Linked DNA regions of Mus musculus: regions 1 and 2 are each linked to region 3. A link is a contact called in public HiChIP or PLAC-seq data. All regions are on one chromosome and are shown on one strand. The core of a region is the stretch at or near the end of the contact, and the rest is flanking DNA. Distances in the headings are between cores, read along the strand shown. Region 1 has its middle 24 kb from the start of Gm51648. Region 2 holds the start of Etnk2 (ethanolamine kinase 2). Region 3 has its middle 4.2 kb from the start of Gm32039.

Region 1 (2,995 bases), core at 251-2,750, 910 kb before region 3:
GCGGCTCCTATCTGTGAGGTTAACCAAGGGTCAGCGGTCACTCTATCTGCTACGGTCACAGAGGCATGTCCCCAACTTGGGACCTCAACAGGTATATTGCTCAGGTTCACAGTCTATTCTTTGTCTATTGTCTTTGTTAGGTTTCTATTGCTGTGAAGAGACACCATGACCATAGTAACTCCTCCTTCTCTTCCTCCTCCTCGTCCTCGTCTCCTTCTCCTTCTCCCTTTTCTTTTCTTCTTCTTTTTCTTTATCGAGACAGGGTTTCTCTGTCCTGGAACTCACTCTGTAGATCAGTCTGGCCTCCAACTCAGAAATCCACCTGCCTCTGCCTCCCAAGTGCTGGGATTAAAGGCATACGTCATCACTGCCCGACCACCACAGCAACTCTTAAAAAGGAAAACATTTGATTGGGGCAGGCTTACAGTTCAGAGGTTTAGTTCATTATCATCATGGTAGGAAGCATGGCAGCATGCAGGCAAATATGGTGCTGAAGAAGGAGCTGAGAGTTCTACCTCTGGATCAGCAGGCAACAGGAAGAGAGAGTGACACTGGGCTTGGCTTGAACATTTGAAACCTCAAAACCCTCCCACAGTGACACACTTCCACCAAGGCCACACCTCCTAACAGTGCCACACCCTAAGAGCCTATGGAGGCCATTTTCATTCAAACTACCAAATGTACTGAGTCTGTCATCCTGAGCTATTCCCTCCCTCCCCTCTCCCTCCTTCCCTCCCTTCTCTTCTCTTCTCTTCTCTTCTCTTCTCTTCTCTTCTCTTCTCTTCTCTTCTCTTCTCTTCTCTTCTCTTCTTTTTTGAAATGGGGTCTCACAGCGCAGCCCAGGTTGGCCTTGAACTCACAGACTGGCTTGTCTCTGCCTCTTAAGTGCTGAGATTAAAGTTGTAAACCACCACACCCAGTGATAGATACAGAGAGAGGACCTGGAGTGCATCCAGAACTGGGGTGCTTTTCGTCTATTGTCTTGGGGTGTGAAGGGGTGGGTTTAGGAATGATACAGAAAGAGGAAGCTGAAGGAATCTGGGTCTTGTGTGAGGGGAGTCAGGTGGGGAAGGTGAGTAGGAGGGCTAGCCTTGTGCAGTAAACATCCATCCAGACCCTTGCCCCACCCAATCTTATCCAGAATGTCTTTTGCTTGCTAGGTTCAGTTGAATGTAATGGAACACAGATTCTCTGTTGAGTTTTTGGCACCATGCCTATGGGTGTCCAGCTTTTGGGAGACATTTCTGACAGAAAAGGCTTCCACCAGGCCTCGGAGTAAACATCCTGTCGTTTTCTCGCTCTTTTGTACAATGCCATGACGGTGCTGACCAGTAAGAAGCCCAAGTGTGTGGGATCCACCACGAGCCAGGTTCTATGGGAGATCTCAGAACCTAGAGGTTGAAGTTAGCAGGGGCTGGAGGGATGGGGCTCTGGAATACGTAGGCAGAATGCTGGCCATATTCATCTGAAGGATTTAGAAGCACGTGGAGAAACTCATACTGCTGGCCTCCGTTTTGAACTGTGAGCTTTGTGAACTCGGCCTGTTTCTCAGTCTCTCTGACCTGCTTTCCTCTTAGGTTGTGGGTGGCACTCAAAGAATGGGTGGGGCGAGCCCTCCCTTTCCACGGGAACTTTGCCCTTTGTAAACAGAGTGGGCCAGGTGTTTGCAGCCCACACATCTTACGGTTTGGGTGTATTCCCTTTATGGCTCCAACCGATAGCCTTGTGGCCCAGATGAGGTTGGGTGGGGCAAGGGCCTGCTGTGAATGCGCTCAGCATCTACAGGCGACAGATTTGAATGGTGTTCTGGACTTTGTGTCGTAAGGATAGAATACTTGGTGCAAACAACTTTGGAGAGAGTCACTTTATTTTGTCTCAAGGTTTCAACTTCATCTTGATAGGGAGGGTGTGACAAAACCAAGCCTGGTGGGAAGGAGGGAGCAGCAGGAGAAGGAGGGAGGAAGGGAGGGAGAGGGAGAGAGAATGTCTGCTCTTCTAGACTATTTTCTCCCCCCCCCTTTTCTTTTTCTTTTCTTTTTTTTTTTTTTTTTTATTGCTAGGGTTTCAAGCACTTCAGGCAGGTCATGTAACAGGTGTGAGCCACCATGCCAGGTTCTTGTTTTCTACTCTTAATTCCATCCGATCTGTGAGATGGAACCCCTTACTTTCATACGGTTCTTTCCCGGTTCATTAATCCTTCCTTCCTTCTTATCTGCCTCCCTTAAGAAAACAACAGCAACAACAACAAACAAAACCAGGGCTTCAGTATCCCAGGCTGGCCTGGAACTTCATACATAGCTGAGGGTCATCCTTGAATTTCTGACACTCCTTCCTGAACTTCCGGAGTTTTGGAATTATTAATTTGCACCACCACACCTGATTTATGGTGCTGGGAATCGAACCCAGGGCTCTGCATATGTTATGAGCACTGTACTGACTGAGTTCCATCTCTAGCCCCCTTAGTACATCCTTTCTAGAAATACCCTCATGGATATACTCAGAGGTGTGCTAATCTCTTGGGTGTTTCTTAATCTAATCAAGCTGACAATCTTAATTACCACAATGGCTGTCCTTCCAACTGTAAAAAACGAGAACGTGGGGGATATCTATTTGGTGTGGGTATTAGAGTTGAGATTTCTGCCTCTCGGTCCCTTTTCGACCCATCGGGTCAGTTACCTGGTGGTGGATAGTTCAAGCAGGTGTACCTCTTGCTGGGTGAATGAGACTGGACATGGTGGGTTTCTGGTAACAAGATCTGGTAGTTACAGGATTGTGGCAGAGTGAGGAGAATTTAGCTGTTCACTGCTCAATGACAAAGCCACTCTAATTATGAAGTGGGCAAGCATCTTTCACATAGGCATCCCATTGTCTGCATCCGACACTCTGCCATGTACCCAACAATATACTGTATTCTTAGCTTGCCCAGAGGAACTTTTGATAACTGCACCTATGAAGAAACTATTCCTAAAATGATAGACCACTCTACCAAGATCAT
Region 2 (2,897 bases), core at 117-2,616, 740 kb before region 3:
AGCGAGTCTGGACTCCCACTGATTGTGTTCCCTTGTGCCGCAAGGTTTGCTTTGCCTATTGCAAAAGAAAGAGCTGGAGGCAATGTCCTTTCCAGTTCTGGCATCCTGGGACATCATGACCTCAAGTAGGTGGTCCCTCCCTACCATCTGCTACAATGTCCAGTACAGTGGCTGCATGCTGTTGTTTGTATGCGTATAAAGATTAAAGTTACACAAAATGTCACACTGGCCACATTTCAAGGGCTGAGTAGCCACGTGAGGCTAGTGGCCCCTGCAAGAGGCACCAGCACAGAAACTGGACCAGAAGACCTGGGTGCAAAGCAGCAAGAACCAAAAGGCCTCGTGGTGGAGATGTTCCTGAGTAGGTCGGAGGGACAACCTTGGGGACACAGAAACACATCTATTTTGTAGGCATTTTTCAAGTAGGGCAGTATGAGGTGATAAGAAATGAGGTCCCAAGGCAAGCCCAGGTCTCTCTATGCTAGAGAGCTGGCAGCTAACTGGTCTCACTCTGGAAGTGACCAGGGGAATATATGACTAAGGGACGGGCTTTCCAAGGGCTGGCCTGGCCTCTTTCCATGTGTCTTCTCTGTACAGTAAGTCTGCCAGGGGACTTATCCCTTCCCCTTGTCATGCTACATACACATAGATCCCTAGGTTGTACTATGGCCTTTGATCACCTCTTTGCTCAACAAAACACTGAGCTCCGGGCACCTGTGCGACCACTATCTATGCCCAGTCAGCCTTGCAGGACAGGGAGGAAGGCTTAAGGATTATTTAGTGAGCCAAACTCAGTCTTGCTCAAAGTCCTGGCTTACAATGTGCTTGTACACTCATAAAAGTACCCTGGAACATTCTATCAGAGTCCAGTCTGCCTATGGGACACTCACCCTGAACCATCACCATGCTGTTCTCCATCGAAGGTGTGTGTGTGTGTGTGTGTGTGTGTGTGTGGTGCTGAATGATGCCTAGAAGGCCTTAGAAACGCAGCCCAACCTTTCCCAAGAGATTTAATGGCAAGCCGAAGCCCACACTATAGGAGCATCCGATCTCCACGTTCCAGGATGAGGTTGGGACAAAGACAAGCTCTTCCCTCCTTAGCCCCAGCCCCTTACCCTAGACTACCCGGAAAAGAGCTCTTTAGCTGTGGGCTCCAGTGGGAAACTGGTCAACCAGTACTAGGATACTGGAGCAGGGATCTGGGGCGGGGCCTGGGGAGGCTCCGCCCTTTGCGTCATTAAGGCGGGGCATCCCCCACCCAGAGCTCCAGGTAGCGGTGGAGCCAGCAACGGGAGATGGCGGGCTGCACTCGCCCGGAGGCGGGGGCGGGGCGGGCAAGGGGCGTTACTGCGACCCATGATGTCACTGTCGCGGCGGACCTTGGCGATTCCCGGCCAGCTGTGTTGCTCGGTTGCATCGCCGGAGATTGGAACAGGCAGCTCGCTCATGAGTCATGGACTTCCCCTGGCCCCTCCTCGACCACTCCCACTCTCTCTCAGGGCCCCCCCGTAGGGGCTAACGCGGGCGCGGCGGCTCCGAGGGGGTGGGGCTGCTGGGAATGGCTGTGCCCCCTTCAGCTCCAGTGCCGTGCTCGCCCTTTTACCTGCGGAGGCAGGAGCCTTGCCCGCAGTGCTCATGGAGCATGGAGGAGAAGGCGGTGGCCAGCGCCGGCTGCTGGGAGCCTCCAGGGCCCCCGAGGGCCGCCGTCCCATGCTTCAGCGTCACGGTGGAACAGGACGACATCCTCCCCGGTGCCCTGCGCCTCATTCGGGAGCTGCGGCCGCACTGGAAGCCCGAACAAGTTCGGACCAAGGTAGCCGAGAGGGCGTGAGGCCGGGGATGGGGCGCTGCCGGGCTGCAGAGGGGCTGCGTGGACGCCCGTCAGTGCATCCTCCAAGTGCGGGTTCCAGGGTTTTGCGGCTGTTGCGCAGGAGATGTTTTGGACCGTGGTTTGAATATGTGTGTAACTCTCCATTTCTCTTTGATCCCTATGCAAAGCTGGGCTCACGCTTCCCTGGACCCTCCCCATTCGCCTGCTCCTGCCGCCGGAGGTCCACCTGCCCACTGTCAGCGTGCTGCGCGTGCAGCCCCACCCCCTGTCGCTGCGTGCTTGTCCCCTAGTTGCTCAGAAGTGCTACCCAGCCACTCTGACAACCCGAGGAAGCACGAACTTTTAAGGAAACCTCCCCCTACACCCATGCTGTTCCTTCGCCCTAACTTGAGATCCAAGCCTCGGGGATCTGAGCATTCCTTGTGGCCCCAGGAGCCAGCCCTGTGCAATTCAGAATTCCAGCTAAGCCCTGAGACCTTCTTCACGTGGCCTCAGGCTAGCTCTGAGCAACGCCCCTTTTGACCCCCACTCCATTTTCTTCCCACCTCAGCTGAATACTTTGTCCCACACACACACCTGTGGGCAGAACTGCCCACTGCGAGCCCCTAGCTTACTCCCTCCCTCGCTGTCCTGCATTCTCTTAAAAACCTACCCAGCCCTACACCCCTGACAGCCTGCTTTGGAGGGTTCGGGCCCCATGTCATTGGCCTTCTGAGTATGGAAGGGGCAGCTCTAAGGAGAATCTGGGCTGAATGTGGTAACATTTTCAGAAGACCTGGTCAGGAACAGACAGTGAAGGCATCAAGCCATATTTGAGATTAAACCCAGCACTGCATACCAGATGCTAATCTGGACCCCCACTAGGCCTGTCGTCTCACCTAGAAGGGGTGGGTCCCCTGAAGTCCCATCCAGCTCTGCCCCATAGCGCCCATAAACCTTTAGTTCAGGGTTCCTCCCTCCTTATCACCCTGCCCAGAGAGTCTGGGCTCCCACTCATATTGTCTCCTGTTCCTCCTGGTGTGGAATTCAGAGATTCAAGGACCTCTGGCCACCAAAGCCCTGGGAA
Region 3 (2,875 bases), core at 221-2,720:
CCCCAAACAACTAGTAGTACACACTAGGCAGGTACTGGAGAAATCTGCAGTGGCCACAGAGTAGTAGAGAGGACCCGCAGGCCAACAACTGATAAAAATCAAGATCTCGGGGGAGGAGGGCAGGTTTTGAAGTTTGTGTTTGTTTATTTGTGACTCAGGCTAGCCTAGGCTGGTCAGGAATTCACACTTAACCCAGTAACTCCTTGTGGGTTTGAACCTTGCGCAGTACTTCTACCTCCGCTTCCTGAACGCGGAGGCTGCAGGCTCCAAACACCACAAGCTGCTCCCACTGTCCTTCCTTCCTTGAGGCAGTCAGACCATGCTGCCCAGACTGGCCTTGAACTCTCAATCCTCCTGCCTCAGCTTTCAAGTGCTGCCACACACCAGGTTATATGAACCTTTTGAGTACCCAAGAAGCAGCTTTTGAATTTCAGCTCAGAGTGCCATGCTATAGGGCTAGGTCAGGCTTTCCTTTCTGACAGAGAGGCTGTATACTTTCCAGCCGGAATATAAGGGAGCAGATGCCCGAGACTGCTGTCGCTTGAGGTCTAGGTCCTGCTGGCCCTTTCTGAACCCTCCTGGCTCCTCCTCCCAGCCACTGGAGAACTGCCACATTGAGAGGCAGAACCTGGGAGGCGTCGGAGCCCATTCATTTTTAATAGTCCAGCTGCCATGGTCTCCCAGAAGTTCCGCTGCACACAAGCACTCTCAGTTGCCAGGCCTGGGTCTTGTCAATGTTTAATGGAAGCAAGGATCTTATCTGGAGTTCCAAGTCGTTTAGATTACTCCTGTGTAAGGACCTGTAGTGTGGGATGGTGAAGACAGATGGAAGACTCCTCAGAGTGACCCTGCTGCTCCCCGGGGCAGGAAGGGGTTCTTAGAGTTAAAAACAGTGTGTGGGTGGCCCAGGAAACAACGCAAACGGGACAGAAAGCCCTATCTCACTTTGGTCAGGGTCTGACCACACTGTCAACAGCTCTGCCTTGGAGTCGATTCCAGGTGCCCAGTGCACACCCTGCCAGGGGCCTCCTGGGAAATCCAAGACACAAGGTAATGGATGAAGTCTGGAGGGACTTAAAAATAGATGTCCATTGAGCCTGTTCTGGTGTCCCTCAGCAACCAAATCTGCCTGTATTTGGGAGAAGAGACACCATCTGGCTTGCCTCTAGTATCAAAGTGTTGCATGGAATGACTACAAGTCCACACTAACCTGCCAGACTGAGCTGGGCCGCTCTGTGCTCCCGGTCCTGACTCCAGAGCAACTAGGGGAGGGACTAGTGCAGCTCCCCAAGGCCCCGAGGAATGCCTTACGCAGAGAGTCAAGTTCTATTTGGGGAATGGAACATCACGGTTCTAAACACAAGCCGGATGTTATTTACAAAACTTGTCTAATGGCCCAGCCTCCATACCGGTAGCTCATTGGCTGCTCGTCTAATGGCTCAGCCTCCATACTGGCAGCTCATTGGCTTCCAGCTCAGGTTTCTCTAGCGGCTTTCTCCGGACTTTCTCCCGTCCTACCAGTTTCCTCCGCTTACAGATCAACATTCCAGCCGAAGTGTCTCACTGACCACTGACTGTCACTCACCGATGAGACCTGTGGAGGGAAGCTGGCAGGAGCAGTTCCTAACTGGGAGACTGAGGCTTGGGAAGGGGAGACCGGCAGGAAAGAAAGTCAGAATGATATCACCCTGCCCTGCTGTCTGCCATTCTTATGAGGGTTAAAATGAAAGACGGCCGAGGGCCTCTCCCAGTTCACCCGTGAAGCTCGAGTCTAAGTGATGGGTCAGGTGATTTAAGCTTTTTCACTCCAATTCAGACGGTGGAGAAGTCTGGCTGAATGGATCAAAACTGGCCAGCACACTGGACAGACCATTCCTAACACCTGGCCTTTTGCTATGTTGTGTTTGGGGAGGTTGGACTAGAGACTGGAAAATCCCAACAGACATTCCTAAGTCCCGGGAAAGTCTGACGCTGAGGTGTCAGGACTGTGGGCACATGCTCTTCTTGAATATCCCTGGGTCTCTTAGGCCACTCTGTCCCCTTTGCTCATCATCTTGTCTCATGCCTGTTCACCCAACACCTGCTCCATCACCACCTCTCCCACACAGCGCAGGCCCGTGGGCTGCATGTGGTATGTATAATAGTAGTCCTTGCCCCAGTGACCCGTGAATATTCAGTGAGCTAACTCATGTGGAATGCTTGGACCAGCATGGAGTAAAACCTCAATAAATATTAACTGCTACAAATGCCTGTTGCTGTATGGTTTCTCATCCTCCATCCAGGGTAAAGGAACTTTAAAGGAACCCTGTCACGCGAGCCCTTCTAGGCCCTAGCATGATCCCAGACCTGAACACGGACAGCTGTGCCCCGTGGGTTTTCTCTAAAGGTCACAAAGACTCATCGAGAAATGTCCAGGCTTAGGCGCTGACCTAGGAAACTAAAGACGAGGCTTTATTCCATCAGCAAACAGGTGGGCTTCCTGAGAACGCAAGGACACCTGTGAACGGCTCATGAGCAACACAGTGGCCTGGCTAGCCACCAAATACTACCATGATGGTGCTGACCACTGGGTCCTTAGGATCTAGAGCAGAGGAGGTTTGGCAGGGCAGCTCAGGTAAACCTCCTGGTGAGAGAGAGCTGCAGAGTCGTGGCTACTTTAAATTGGGGGGGGGGGCATTGCTGGATGAAGAGAGAGCCTCACCTAGGCTCCACACATTCTGTGAGTGAGTAGCTCAGCACTCAGGCCCGTGGCAGAGGGTGTAGAGTGGCGCAAGCCTCTTACATAGAAGATACTAGATAGCACCTTATAGGTAGACTAACTCCAGGTTCCACCCTATCTGGGGCCTCTGTGAGTCCTTGTGGGCTGGGGACAAGA

Evidence for each region. HiChIP or PLAC-seq counts read pairs in DNA pulled down with a chosen protein or histone mark.
Region 1: an H3K27ac HiChIP or PLAC-seq map of embryonic stem cells shows a contact between it and region 3, with 6 times the contacts expected there. The contact joins two enhancer-like sites. A contact is called at or near these places in 1 of 39 promoter capture datasets (hippocampal neurons), 1 of 484 Hi-C or Micro-C datasets (pro-B cells), 3 of 115 datasets of contacts at active chromatin or transcription factors (embryonic stem cells and neural tube) and 1 of 9 other capture datasets (embryonic trunk).
Region 2: an H3K27ac HiChIP or PLAC-seq map of epiblast stem cells shows a contact between it and region 3, with 4 times the contacts expected there. The contact joins the promoter of Etnk2 here to the enhancer-like site in region 3. A contact is called at or near these places in 3 of 39 promoter capture datasets (the HPC-7 cell line, liver and pre-B cells) and 3 of 115 datasets of contacts at active chromatin or transcription factors (epiblast stem cells, extraembryonic endoderm stem cells and stem cell-derived neural progenitor cells).

Annotation. Positions count from the first base shown.
Region 1 is chr1:133,189,066-133,192,060 of GRCm38.p6, forward strand. It overlaps a transcript of Plekha6 not described here. Among named protein-coding and RNA genes, the nearest start is that of Gm51648, 24 kb to the right of the region's middle. RefSeq lists an enhancer at 1-428. Within about 2 kb of position 1,501, at least 24 of the 459 cell types and tissues checked have an H3K27ac peak or open chromatin away from gene starts, as enhancers often do. A contact at or near this core is called in embryonic stem cells, where this site is marked.
Region 2 is chr1:133,362,206-133,365,102 of GRCm38.p6, forward strand. Etnk2 (ethanolamine kinase 2) reads left to right here and starts at 1,367. Exons shown (of 8, transcript NM_175443.5): 1 at 1,367-1,813. The coding sequence starts at 1,559.
Region 3 is chr1:134,097,936-134,100,810 of GRCm38.p6, forward strand. No RefSeq gene overlaps it. Among named protein-coding and RNA genes, the nearest start is that of Gm32039, 4.2 kb to the left of the region's middle. Within about 2 kb of position 1,471, at least 401 of the 459 cell types and tissues checked have an H3K27ac peak or open chromatin away from gene starts, as enhancers often do. A contact at or near this core is called in embryonic stem cells, epiblast stem cells, extraembryonic endoderm stem cells and 1 more, where this site is marked.